3 separate regions of the Mus musculus genome follow, and all the other regions are linked to region 2. A link is a contact called in public promoter capture Hi-C data. All regions are on one chromosome and are shown on one strand. The core of a region is the stretch at or near the end of the contact, and the rest is flanking DNA. Distances in the headings are between cores, read along the strand shown.

Region 1 (4,455 bases), core at 608-3,107, 7.2 Mb after region 2:
GGCTGAACGTATCCCCATTTAAATTTCTCCTGTCCTAGCAGGAGAAAGGTATGACAATCCCTGAAGATATTCCCTGTCCTAGTTTCTTTGATGACAAGAAAAAGCTTTTCTCCTCATTTAAACTTGGTGGAGGAGGAACCCAAGGGTGCAAAGACGCCAGGTGGTTGCCCAGCCAACGAACCCACTTCCTCCAGAAGTCCGGAAGTGACACATGGCCCGGAACCTACGCTGAGCCAGGGTCAGAGACAGTCCCCCACGGCGGTGTCCGCGTCTTGATTCACTAACCGGGGTGGGGGGGGGGGCTAGGGAGAGATTTGAAATATCTCTCCCAACACCCAACACTGACTCCGCCCAGGCCCACCGACCGTCCCGCCCAGCAATGGGTTCAGTCCACCCCAGGACCCTTCCGAGCAGCCCGCCGTGGCCGACTCCCGCGGGAGCGCGCGCCCCGCCCATACGACGTCACACCTGCAGGCCCCGCCCCTAGGCCGGACCCTCCCCGCCACACACTCACACACACACGCACACACACACACGGACGCACACACATACACAACACACACACCCCTTCTCCGTCTCGCCCTGCGGGGGAACCCCTCCCCCTTTAACCATTTGGCAGTAGCCGAAGAAGGGCTGAGTGAGACACCGGGCGGCCCGGAACTTTCCCCGGGGCGAGAGGGAAGCACAGACCGTCCCAGTCCCGCGCCACGCCGGGAGCTGGAGGGGGGTGGGGGTGGGGGGAGAGGCATCTCCCGAGTCCACCTCCGCCGTCCTCTCGCCCCCTCCCCCCCATACGTTCCAATGCATCTGCTCGCAGACGGAGGGAGCCCCAGCAGGCAAGGGGCTAAGCAGGCCCAGCACCCCGGTCCAGCCCCGCAACCCTGCTCGTTGCACACTCTCCAGCCCCGGGCAGGACAGTGTGCGGCACCCAACCGGCAGGCACCGGAACAAATGCTCGCTTAAAAATGGCTGATTCCCGTCCGCGGCAGCTGCAGCCAGCCGCCGGAGCTGCAACGGGGGCTGACGGACGGGCGGTCCTCGGAAGTCCTCGTCAGCCGCAGCCGGGACAGGGAGGGCCGCGAGTGTGCTGTGCCGTCCCCCCACCCAGACACACACACACACACACACAACCGCTTCCCGGCCCCACACACCAGATCGCTCGGTGCACTCGGCGCACACTGTCACCCGAAAGAAGGGAAAGTACCTTGGTATTTGTTGTCCAGCTCCCGCAGCACCGACACGTTCCTCTGCATGTCGTGGGGCAGCGACTCCACACACTCCAGGTAGTCCTGCACGTAGCAGGAGAGCAGCCGGCTCCGCTCTCCGGTCAGGAGCGCGGCCGACGAGTACAGCTGCTGCTGCTGCTGCTGCCCTAACATCCTGCCGCCGCCACCACCACCACCGCCGCCGCCGCCGCTGCTGCTGCTCCTCGCCGCCGCCGCCGCCGCCGCCTCCGCATCCAGCAGCCACACATGCAACAGCCACGACCGCCGCTCCTCCGCTCGGCAGCCCGGCGCCGCGGGGACACGGCCGCCGCTCGAGAGGGCACCGCCGAGTCCCCCGATCTCCACTCCCCCAAGAAGAAGCCCTTACTCCCCGCCCCCGCGGTAACAAGCCCAGGGGCGGGGCGAGACCGGGGCTCCCTCCGGCCCCCTCCCTCTCTAGGAGAGCGAGCAGCGGGGTTCCCCGCGGCCGATGGCGCCGGGGCTCCCAGGCAGCGACGCTGGCTGTCCCCCCCGGGGACTCCCCAGACACTACCGGGGCTGCCCGGTCGCCCGGATCCCCGTGACAAGCCCCTCGCTACCCTCTCGCCTCTCTATCAGCCTCCGTGCCTGTCGGAGTCTCACAGGACTAGTCCCCGCCCCTTGGCCAGCGACCGCATCTGCGCCTGCGCAGCACTCACTCCTAATAAGGCTGGGGCCCCGCCCCTATCGTCCTACCGAAGAGTTCGCATTCTCCCGCCTTCCCTGCGCCACCCGGGCGATTGGTCTGTCAGCTCTCGCCTGGGGGCGGGGGGAGGGTGCGGAGGCCGGCCAAACGGCAGGCCGCGCCCCGCCCCCTCTTAAAGGGACCGCATGGCTGAGCCTGCCCCCTTCGACCGAAGTCCTGACGGTTGCCCCCGAGAGGCCGGGCGACCGCTCTCTTCGTTTCTGTTCCCCTACAGGGATAGGAAGCGCCGGCTCGGCTCGCTCGGCCCCGAGTTACCGACCTTGCCTCCATCTGGCGGATCCAGCGCCTCCCTCGCGAGCCTCCAAGACAGCAGCGAGCGGCCCCTGGGCGCCGCTGGCCGAGTGAGGCCTGAGGGGGAACTAAGGCGACCCAGGGTGCAGCGGGCGCGGCTCCGGGCATGCGCGGCGACTTCCCGCCGAGCGCCCCGCGGCCACGGTCCCGGAGCACCGGGGCGGACCGCGGAGGTAGGCGGTGCGCCCTCTGCCCTTTTAAATGCGGACTCCCCGCCTTGCGTGCGGCCCCTCCACCCCCCAGCGCCGGGGTGGCTCTCAGGGTCTGCTCCCCCTCCTCGCGCTTAAGAGTTTGGTTTAGGGAGGTGGCAAGGCTGCACGCCGCCCCGGTCCCCAGTCCCAAACCATCTTAAGGAAACTGTTGTCAGATGTCGAATCGCCTAGGCATCACCCGCCAGCGAGGACACACAGTCCTCACTGTCTTTTCACTCGGCTTCACCACTAGCCAGCAGGGGATCAGTGCAGATGGGATTAGAAATCGGATCAACCACCGAGTGCGGTGCTTTCCGTGTGAGGGATTATCCGCCTTACTCCCCCAGTACCATCAGTGAAATGCCGGTAGGAGGAGCTCACTGTAATTACGGATAGACTTCCGGAATGTATATAAATATGTGAGCTGTTTTGGTTTTGGTTCTCCCCCCCCCCCCCAACCGAAATAGGTATAAGAAAGAGTAGTCGCTTAATTCAGATGAGATGCCCAATGGGAGCGGCGTCTTTGAATGAGAAGAGAGAAAACGCCAGAGTGCTAAGTTTGGGTGCTCTTGCCCGGTTTGCAGCGCTATACCTGTTGCCCGGCCTGTTCAGCACACTTTCATACAGTGGGGTATATTAAGCAGCTGTTGGGATGCCAAGGGAAACCTAGGTCCTGGTCTAGATGAAAATTTGGATTTCGACAAAACACAACGCGGAATTCGGCGTCCTGAGGACAAGGGCTATATTGGAAGGCCTGGGAACTAATGTGTTAATGTACTTTAACGCTGAGATTTTGATCAGTGGAGTATTAAGCCAACCGAGGCAAGCACAGTATTTATTGAATTTCTGAGAACGTGGGACGAATTTTCTTTCCATTATTTAATATTAAAGAGCCAGGTCTTGTTGAAAATAACCATTGTTAAGGTTATTGACTTGATTTTGTTGTTATTTTGTTTTTGGTTTGGTTTGGTTTGGTTTGGTTTTGATTTCGAGACAGGGTTTCTCTGTGTAGCCCTGGCTGTCCTGGAGCTCACTCTCTAGACCAGACTGGCCTCAAACTCAGAAATCCTTCTGCCTCTGCCCCCCAAGTGCTGAGTTAAAGGCGTGTGCCACCACTGCCCAGCTTGTTCCCTTTTTTTAAAACCTGAATTAATTTTTGTATTTACTCACAAACTTGGTTCAGCCAATTCTAGCTAAAAGGTGGAATTACTGCAAGCTGCCCTGTTTCTTACTGATTGGAGTTAGACACTGTATGGGCCCATGGATTTTATACAGCCTGCTTTACTGAGCTGCAGGCTGACTGGTTGTGACTTACCAAGAGCAAAAAAAAAAAAAAAACAAGTTGAGAAGCAAGGAAGGATTTTGGAAAGCATTCTTGGTACCTCAAATAATTCTGACAGACTGAAGGACGAGAAAGAACTCCAGATCCCTGTTTTCCACTGGCACTGATAGAAACTTTGTGAACTTAAAACATGATAATGTGTATGGATTAGTGCAGGTGTGCTTTTCTTGCTGCATTTATTCATACAGGTTAATCTAATTCTGGCATCCTTCTGGAAGCAGCCTGTGTGGGGAAAATGTTTACTCGAGGATGGGAAGTAGGCATTGCATTCTTTAGTCCTTGCAATTCCAGCTCTTGACCCAAGCTATTTATCAGTGTCCTTCTCTTAAAGTAGCTACTCATATGGCCTCTTCAGAGTGGGTCTCCTAACTCCTGAACGCAAAATTTAAAAATCTCCCACTCTACACTCTAGAAATTGATGCTATTCTGGGGTGGGATGGGCAGGGTTGTTCTTTAGTATTTTGTCCTGCTCTTAAACTGACCTGGAAAAAGATAAGTAGCTGATGCCCCCCCCCCAATAGTGTGCAATTGGCTTCAAATTACTGGACTAAGTCTATTATGTGCCTTTTATTAGGTGCCTAATGGGAAATGTCCTCAAGCCTATTTCTTTTATACTAAAATGTTTATGTCCATAGTTAATATGGTATGAGATGAGAGAAACAGTCTCAACTGATTAAAAGC
Region 2 (4,895 bases), core at 1,713-4,212:
TTTCTGGAGCTTTAGCAATTTTTTTTTTTCTAAAAGATCTACTTTGGTTTTTCTATCTTTCTTCTTTTTAAAAAGATACCCAGGAACTCACTGGTCTGAAAGCTTATTTGGACCTAGTAGCACGGCCTTGGGATTGCTTAGAGCTGAGCTGACATGCTTAGATAGGCTTTATAGTCCTCCCACTGAACGTAATCAGCTTCACAAAATTGTACATCAACAAGTACATTCTGTAACCATGTCCTCCTCCCCATGCCAAAGACGTCTAAACCACACAACATTCTCCTCCTAGCTGAGTGAGCGACTCCTCCCATCTGCAGCCTTGGTATCTTACTCTTGCCTTCTCACAAAGCAGCTCAGACTCAGTAAAAACCCATAGGAATGCCATAGCTTCCTGAGAGCACAGGGAAGCCTGCCTCCCTTAATCTCTTAAACCCAGGTGAAGCAAGACTAAATCCTAAAGCATGTCTGCCACTTACACTCAAATGTCCCTGACTCCTAATCCCTTGCCGATTAATGCAAGCAGTAAAAACTCAACTTGTCAAAATAGTTTTGTTTCTGATAGCCTTCGATGAAAGAAATAGTCCACTTTTTTCATGATTAAATTAATCCTTAGCTATCAATGAGAAGGGTTTAACTGATGGTTTTTGGTTTTTGTTTTGGTTTTTTGAGACAGGGTTTCTCTGTATAGCCCTGGCTGTCCTGGAACTCACTCTGTAGACCAGGCTGGCCTCGAACTCAGAAATCCACCTGCCTCAGCCTCCCAGGTGCTGGGATTAAAGGCGTGCACCACCACGCCCAGCTTTACCTGATGGTTTTAACAGCCCACTCCAGGGCTTAGGGGGACAGTTCATCTGGTAAAAGCACTTGGCATGCAAGCATGTGGACCAGAAGGAGTTCAAACTCAAGAATCTATGCTTAAAAGGTGCATGGCCCATGTGCTGGCAATTTACATGTTTGGAAAGCAGAGGCAGGTGGATCCCTGGGGCTTCCTGGCCAGTCAATGTAGCTTAATCAGGAAGTCTCAGGCCACCAAAAGACCCGTGTCAGTGCACCCCTCCCCCCAAACACACACACACACACACACACACACACACACACACACACACACACACACACACACGTACTTATTCACTCACACACTTCCCACTTCACCCTTACAAAAGGCATTTTAAAAAGCTTTAGTCATGTCCATACCATAGCAACATAATTATATTTTCGGATAACTTGACGGATTTTCTTCATCTCTTCATCCAGGTTACAAGCCCAAACTTCACAAATTCTTTGGCTATGATCTACGGTTGCTGCTGGCATAGTGACAGCACAAGGAGTCTAGATGTGGAGCATCAAAATGTTATACTTGATTGAAGATTTGTGTCATAAAAATACTTTACCCTTTACTTATGCACCTGTTGAAATAAAAAAACACCAATATCATGAATGTGAATTATAAAACTGGGCTGGTATAAACCTTATTTATACAAAGTTCATGACTCATAACAAAATCAAGTTTTAGACAGTTCCTTTTCTCAAGGTATACAGCTAATATTTAGAGGATAAAAGCACCACACCGCCGATTTCCCAACTGAATATAAATTTCACTAATTAAGATTTGCTCCGAGTTCAATTCACTCCACACAAAACTTTGAACCATTTCAAGCCAAAAAAAAAAAAAAAAATCAACAAAATCAAACGTTTCATAACAGAATGCTTGCTTTTATTCTTCTAACAAAACATTTAAAAATCTTACTCATTCAAAGCAGAGCAGAGGAAACATTTTTCTTAAAAATGTTTTGAAAAGCCATTAGGCAATCTCAGAAACAAATATAGCGGGAGGGAGAAAGAAAGAAAGAAAGAAAGAAAGCAAGCAAGCAGGTAGGCAGGCAGGCAATGAAATGTGTACATTTAAAAATTTCTAATTTCAAAAACTGGCAACCCAAGAGAGACCTCACGTCTCTGCCATCCACACAAGGTTCACGGTATACAATGGTAAGATAATTAATCAGACGGACAGGGACCAAACACACAATAACCCCCGACAAAACCAGCGAGTTAAAAGAGGGTGGCCTGGTGTCCCAAACTCCTAAATGTACGCTGGAGAAAACAAAAGGTGATGCAGGGCACGCCTTCTTTCTTCCTCCCCTCCGTCCTCACACCGGTCCCTACACGCGCTCTACCGACACACTGTACTTTAACCCTGCTTTCCTCCACCCGCTCTTCTCTACTGCGGTCTCAGGGGTCCCTCCAAGGGGCAGCCAAGGCCTTCTCATCCCTGAGGTCGCGCGTCCTCCGTGGGCGAGCAACGTGGAGAGAGCACGGCCGCCTTCATGTCAAGGATAAGTCGCTCGGCTGGCCGCCGGCCAGGAGCAGGGTGCCTATTCGCATGGCCTAGAGCCAGACCGACTACCCCCAAAAACCACTGCCGAGGACGAAAGCCACCGGGGCCCCAAGTAGGCCACCGCCCTCCACTCGCAATTTCCTTCCCACAACGAAGTCCCAGGTACAAAGCGGTGGCGTCATCACTGCGCGCCGCGCCCCTGACAGCCCCCACCCGCCCCCCGCCCGTTAGCACCGCCGTCCCCCCGGGCTCCCCGCCTCCGCCAGTTCCGTCCCACACAGCCACGCTTAGGCGGGCGCCATCGCGCGCGCCAATCTCGGGCTCCCCACTCCCAGCCCCTTTTCCCAAGGCGCCCCAGCACGCCCGGGCCCCCGCCGGATCTACTTGGGTCTCTGAGCTCGCGCTCCTCCTCCTCCTCCTCGCCATAGAGCTAGCACCCGGCGGCGGCGGTGGCGGTGGCGGTACCGGCGGCGGCGGCGGGAGCCCCATAGACGCCTCTCGCCCTGCGAAAGGGGGAAAGGGGAGCTGGAGCGGCGCTCGGCCCAGCGCGGCGACGTCGCTCCTCGCACGTCCCGCCGAGGGCGCGGCCTGATGACGCCGGGCGCCGGGTGGGCGGGGCCCTCCCTCAGGAGGCGGGGCGGGCAGGTGACGAACGCCCCGGCGTTGGAGCAGCTGAGCCGGCAAGGCGACCAGGCCTAGCTAACTGACCCCGGGGTGGTGGTGGCCCGGAGCACACCGGGGTTCCGTCCAGCCGACGAGTCGCCCTTCTCCAGCCGCCCGCAGTGGTAGCTCGGACCCCCGGGGCCAGGGACTCACGAGCGCGGCGTGTGGGAGACGGCGCGGCCCCTGGGCACCCCGTCCGGGCCGTGCTCGATCGCCCGGGAAGCACTGGGCTAAGCGAGGAGCAGCAGGCCAGAACCTTGTAGGGCCTCGGGCCCGGGGACCCGAGGAGGATGAGCTGGCTCTTTCCCCTGGCGAAGAGCGCGTCATCCTCCGCGGCTGGGTCCCCTGCCGGCCTCACCAGTCTCCAGCAGCAGAAGCAGCGGCTGATCGAGTCACTCCGGAACTCCCATTCCAGGTGACGACTGGTGGCTTCGGCCCAGGGTAAAGTAGGACGGGAGGGCGGGCTGCTTGCAAACACACCGTGTGCGAATCCGTAGGCCGCTCCATCAGCTGCCTCCTGTTGATGGGTCTTCCAGTGGGGTTAAGCGCTTGCTTCCCTAGTTTGTGTCCCTGGTGCCCCACCGCTGTTCAGCTCCTCTCTTGACTTGGCTCATCTCCACTGACAAACGGAGTCATCTCTCTTTAATCTGTATACAGCACCCCTAGCTCACACGCTAATTTTCCTTTTGATCTACCTGATTGTAGCATTGCCTTCGAATTGTTAACATGCTAAGAGACAGTTGGAAAGATAATTCCCAACAGTTTTATGAACTGAAAATTTAAACTGTTGCAACGTCAAAGAAAAGGGAAGCCAGTGTTTTTAGTTAACTCTGTCCTGGTGACAATCCTTTTGAGTCTGTAATTAAAGCTCACCCTGTTCCAATAACCTCTTTCTGTCTTGTAATTGTTAGAGTCTTTAGACTTCTCACTTTCTTCTATTTGGCTCCACACTTAGGACTTGCCAGACAACCATCTGCATTATCTGTTGTCTTTTGAGTTTGCTTGTTGTATTGTAGTCAAACTAGAAATACAGGAAATCAGATTATTTCGACTTTTTTTCTTAAATATAAAATTGTTTGCTGCAGTCTTTTTTTTAAATTAGATATGTCCGTGGCTGCTACAGGCTTTCAAATATTAGAGCTGCTTTGCGATATATGGATTTTACAATTAACTAACAGCTTCACAGCACATTTTATAAAGCATATTAGAGATCAACATGATTAAACTCTAGACTTTCAAAAACCTTGTCACATTATACACATTATAATATGTTATACAATATAATTATGTATGTATACATACCTACTCACACATCCATGAGATAATAACATCAAGTTATTGAACACACCATCAAGGGCTATTTTTGTGTTACACATCTATTTTCTTCCCAAGCAAGTAAGCTATAACCTAAAAAAACATTGTCTAAAGAAAAATTCACTACAAAATCAGTTTGAATGAGGCCTGTTGCTGACTGAACTGAGTTTCTTGGTTGTCAACTTCATTTTTGGTTGTAGGAAAGTTTCAAAAAGTCATTTACTGTCTTTTTAAGTAGAAAAGAGTAGCTATCCTTTATTGTTGGTTTCACTGTGGAAAATTCAACTCATAAAGTTGTCCCACTTTGTCGGGTGTGATGGCTTTTCCCCACTCATGGTAAGGTCATGATCCATGCCTGCTCTTAAAGCTTTGGGTTGGCTACACGAGAGAACAAAATAGACTTGTGTAAGCCAAATTTTATGTGGTGTGGAGCTTTCATAAACGAAGACCCCGAGTCCCAGGGAAACCTTTTTGTCTTAGGAGTAGGCAGTGGGTGGGAGAGTGTTAGGACAAAAGGGCACGATCTAATGGTGGTAGACTGAAATGGAGGAAACTAGCAAGTCCTAGATTTGAGGTGTGCTTG
Region 3 (4,278 bases), core at 947-3,446, 5.5 Mb after region 2:
AACTCCGCTTCTGTCTCAGCACAGGAGCACGGGGGTCACGCTCCTGTTGCTCACCTGATGATCTTGCCGTCTGCATACATTTAATCATTGTTAGAAACCTGGCACATTCTGGAAAGCCATATGACCAAGCAAGATCTTCAGCTGTCTGCCCATTCTTATTGCATACGCTGAAATTAGACAAAAATTGAGTTAAGTGAAAATTATTGTTTATTATTTTTCTAGTAGAGGAAATTGGAATACATATCAACACAGGGAACAGGATAAAAGAGGTCTCACACTCTCGAGAACATACATACACATCACACCGGAATTGGGCCAAAGAAAGATCAAGGAAATTAAATTCTGTTCACTGTATGCTCAGTGACTAGCACACCGCATATCATGGACAGTCTATCGTATTTTTATTCCATTATCATATTTCACTATTGAAAGAATCTAACTACAAGAATATTTGGTGTTCAAATTCACTGTATTTAACTATATGGTTCAGTAGATAGCCAGTGAGAACTTCTATAGGAAAAGTCTTCCTGAGCCAAAACTGTAGTAGAATGCCATGAAGACTTGCACCTCTGGATGCCGAACATCTGTTTCCACTTACTCTATTTGATAATATTCAATTCCTGGAAGGATAACATTATATTACCAGTTAGGCGAGTATTATTTTTAAGATCATATATAATTAGGAGTATGGTTAATTTAATCCAAGAAACCACAAAGCCTCAGACCACTGATTTCAGACTCACCCAATCTGGACATCACTGGCCACAAGGAGGCTCAGGCAGTCCAGGCTTCCAACCTTTGCTGCCTTGTGGAGTGGAGTTTCTCCCAAGACATCCTGTAAGACAAGACTGCACATTAGGGTCTCCCTAACATTCTGTAGAAGCCAGTGGGCAAAGTAATACCAGCTATTTGAGGGAGCCAGTGAAAACTACCTTGTAACAACTGGATTATTCCACTAATTGTATTTTTCATGAAGTTCTCTTGCTGTGCTAATACAAAGTTTCCATTAATAAAAACATGCCATCATATTTGCACACATTAAAAAATTAAGGGAATGCCAGCACACTATAGAGTTCTATAGAAGCCAAAGGTTTACAATTAAAAACTTCGTCACACTCTAATGAAGATGAAGACTACTGGAAGAATTGATGGTGGGCATGTTTCCCACATACTATTTCCTGGTTGACTGGAACTTGGACAATAGCAAGTACTTTTAAAAGTACAGTAAATACATGCTATATATATATATTTGAAATGTGGTTCGACTTCACTGAGCTATGCCATAAAAGTAAAATACACACTGAATTGGGAACCGTGGTACAAGAGCAAAATAAAATACACATAAATCATTGCTGATATAATTACATACTGAAAGAGTATTTGGGATTAGATTATTAAAAGAAATCCCATGGCTTGTTTTTGTTTTATTAATGTGGATACTAAAAAGTTCCAAGTTACCATCTTGCAGTATGTATTTTTCTCCTGGAAATTCCTATATGCCTGTTTATACCAACTGAAACGGACATCTAGGAAATGTCCGTGCAGACACTGGGTGGAGGAGAGGGTTGTACATAGCAACAATCGGTTACCTAGTTACCTGTTGGTTGAGGTCAGCACCTGTTTGCAGCTGCCAGAGAAGAAAGCACGCAAGGCCGCCACCTGCAGCTAGGTGAGCAGGCGACTGCTCCTGGGGATCCGGAGGTGCGTTCACTGATGCTCCTGTCTCCAGCAAACTCTTAAGGTCATCCTCCTGCAGGAAAAGAACAGCTTGTCACTGTCCTGTCCCGCTCGAGCCCTCTGAGCTGAAAATCCACCCCTCCACGGAAAAAAAAAGAAAACAAGATCTGACAAGGTTTGACTTGGTAACCCAGCAGTTTGTCACTGTCACGTTTGTTAGAGCTCCTAAGACACACAGACCTCTGGGAGATCTAGCCTGCAGGACTTAAAGGGGCGAGAGTCTCACCTCCAAGTTGCAACTAAGCAACAGCATCGCCCACCTAAAGCAGATGACAAGTGTCCCCGGGAGTTCAGAGAGGCAACACTGGCCGGTAAGAATGCAAGGGACTGCCCCAGTTCGGGAGAATTTAAAGCTCTCGGGAACCTGCAGGGCCGCGGCTCCTCCCCGCCGCTCCCCAGCCTGGGAGCGTTCCCACGGCCTGGTTCTGCCCAGCGCGATGTCCCCAGCCCCGCTGCGGCCTCACGTACCCAAACACTGACATGTGCAGCCTGGAACCCCAAGCAAAAGAGGAGGGGGCGGAGCCTGCTGCGCGGCCTGCCAGCTGATTGGCCAGGCCGACCTCCCCCTGGGTCCGCCCTGTTGGGAGCGAAGCCCAGGCGGCCGCAGCACGCGTGCGCAGTGAAGGTGGTGGGCGAAGAGGGTGGAAGGCCTGGCCTTTGCGCTTTGGCGGCGGCCATGATGCGAGCCGAGCTAGGCACGTACTGCTGGGTGGAGTCAAGCCCTTTTAGCCCTCTGGAGAAGCCGCAATCGCCGGTGCATGGCTTTGTGACTGAGAGCACGCACGTAGCCCGGAAAAGAGGGAAGCAGAAGTAGCCCACACCCATCCACCCCCGCAGGCCCCGCGTCCTCCACCTCCAGCTTGGTCCGAAGGTGCTTCCTCCTGCCCCACGTCCTCCGCCGCCGCGCGCGCCGCAGGATGCTTTGGAAGGGGATGCAGCGGTGGGGCGTTAGAGGGCATGTCGATGAGACTGTGACGGAGGGTTTACCATAGGAGATGCTCTCCCAAACCCAGTGAATTACCTATCAGTCAGTGTTGCCTTTGTGAGCAAGGTGGCAATTCCTGTGAAATAAGCCACCCATTGTCACACGTCCCCTGAGGGTCCGAAACCCGTCCTGGTTCCGGCAATAGCTAGTAAATACAAGGAGTTTGCCAAGGGGATGGCCCTCACTCCGGTTATTAGGAATAATAAGAATACGGAAAGGAAAGAACAAAAGATTACCGTGAAGAAAGCAGCCAAGTGATTTAATGTTAGTGATGTGATCTGCTGACAGCATGAACCCCTGCGCTAGGACATGAGAAGGGCTTCATCAAAACCCAGAACCCAAATTAGAGCATCAGATAAGCCTGAGGAACAAAAGGACTCTTCCCAGGATACTACTACTCAAAGCCTTGAAGTCAGTAAAGTCTGAGAAGCAGACCAAAAGAAACAATAATTTAGGGTGAGATTTTAAAACAAACATGGCATTACTGGTAAAATTCATGACAATGTAATAACTGCAAAGTTTGAATTCCTTTTCATGAACCCTGTTGACTTCTGACTGTAGTTAAAGTTAATGGTAGCAGGTGAAACATAGAGGTAAGAAACTATTAACAGCTGGTTAGACATCAAATAACATGTAGAGTTTACTTGACACAGAAGACCGTGTCGCTTAAAATAGTCTATGTTGTGCTTCTTCCTGTAAATCTTAGCTCCTAAGGAAGTTTTATTTAAATATTTGGCTTCCCGTTTTAATGAGGATTCTTTTTCAATAGTTGTAACAGAAGATATCTGAACCAGTATGGTTTTAAAGAACAGCAAGTTTATCATAGTCACAGTTTTCCCAACAAGTCACAAAATTCTCACCCATTAATTTTCACTAACCAATATAATTCTTTAATAAGGCACACTGCTCATTGTGGTGGTCCACAATCTTAGGCTGTTCCCTAGAACAGGGCTTCTTAAAACTTTTTTCACTCATGGCTCCTCAGTGCCTGAAAAAAAAAAAATTGTATTTAACTCTAGTTATATAGGTGTGTACAACAGGTGCAAATCAAACCTGATAATCTGATTTTAATACAGTTCTCTCAGATGTGTATAATTTGACCATTTCTAAGATTGTAATGTAATTTGCATACTAACCTGAGTTCAGTCTTCAGCTCCCACATGAATAACAAAACAAGGACAGCTACCTGCACCTGTCATTCCAAAGCTGGAGGGGGTGAACATAGGAGAATCCCCGAGACTTGCAGTCTGATCCTGACACACACACACACACACACACACACACACACACACACACACACAGCTATTTGAAAACCTAGCCATCTAGAAAAATAACAATGGTGACTTCTACCTTAAGACCTATCTATGACTTCCCCATCCATGGGCTCTCGACCAGGATTACAGTACCAAATATGATATTCTCTCCTGAGGAGCCAGCTTAAAGTCCAATCAGAAAGCAGTTACCCCATGACAGTTGTGCCCCTGTTGCAGTAGTGGGCACTTGTTGCTTGGCCAGGTTTGTATTGTCATATGTGGAGTCCAGCACTAGGTAAAAGC

Evidence for each region. Promoter capture Hi-C pulls out the DNA fragments that hold promoters and counts their contacts.
Region 1: a contact with region 2 is called in a promoter capture Hi-C map of pre-B cells, with 3 times the contacts expected there. The contact joins the promoter of Ing2 here to the promoter of Vps37a in region 2. A contact is called at or near these places in 2 of 39 promoter capture datasets (liver and pre-B cells) and 1 of 484 Hi-C or Micro-C datasets (CD8 T cells).
Region 3: a contact with region 2 is called in a promoter capture Hi-C map of pre-B cells, with 2.7 times the contacts expected there. The contact joins the promoter of Ankrd37 here to the promoter of Vps37a in region 2. A contact is called at or near these places in 3 of 39 promoter capture datasets (cranial neural crest, liver and pre-B cells).

Annotation. Positions count from the first base shown.
Region 1 is chr8:47,673,302-47,677,756 of GRCm38.p6, forward strand. Ing2 (inhibitor of growth family, member 2) reads right to left here and starts at 1,858. Exons shown (of 2, transcript NM_023503.3): 1 at 1,205-1,858. The coding sequence starts at 1,379. It overlaps AA386476 (expressed sequence AA386476), which reads left to right and starts at 2,090. Exons shown (of 1, transcript NR_166692.1): 1 at 2,090-4,455.
Region 2 is chr8:40,508,821-40,513,715 of GRCm38.p6, forward strand. Vps37a (vacuolar protein sorting 37A) reads left to right here and starts at 2,963. Exons shown (of 12, transcript NM_033560.3): 1 at 2,963-3,413. The coding sequence starts at 3,289. Cnot7 (CCR4-NOT transcription complex, subunit 7) reads right to left here and starts at 2,934. Exons shown (of 7, transcript NM_011135.5): 1 at 2,720-2,934; 2 at 1,195-1,406. The coding sequence starts at 1,311.
Region 3 is chr8:45,997,654-46,001,931 of GRCm38.p6, forward strand. Ankrd37 (ankyrin repeat domain 37) reads right to left here and starts at 2,197. Exons shown (of 5, transcript NM_001039562.1): 1 at 1,964-2,197; 2 at 1,598-1,750; 3 at 744-835; 4 at 1-167. The coding sequence starts at 1,990.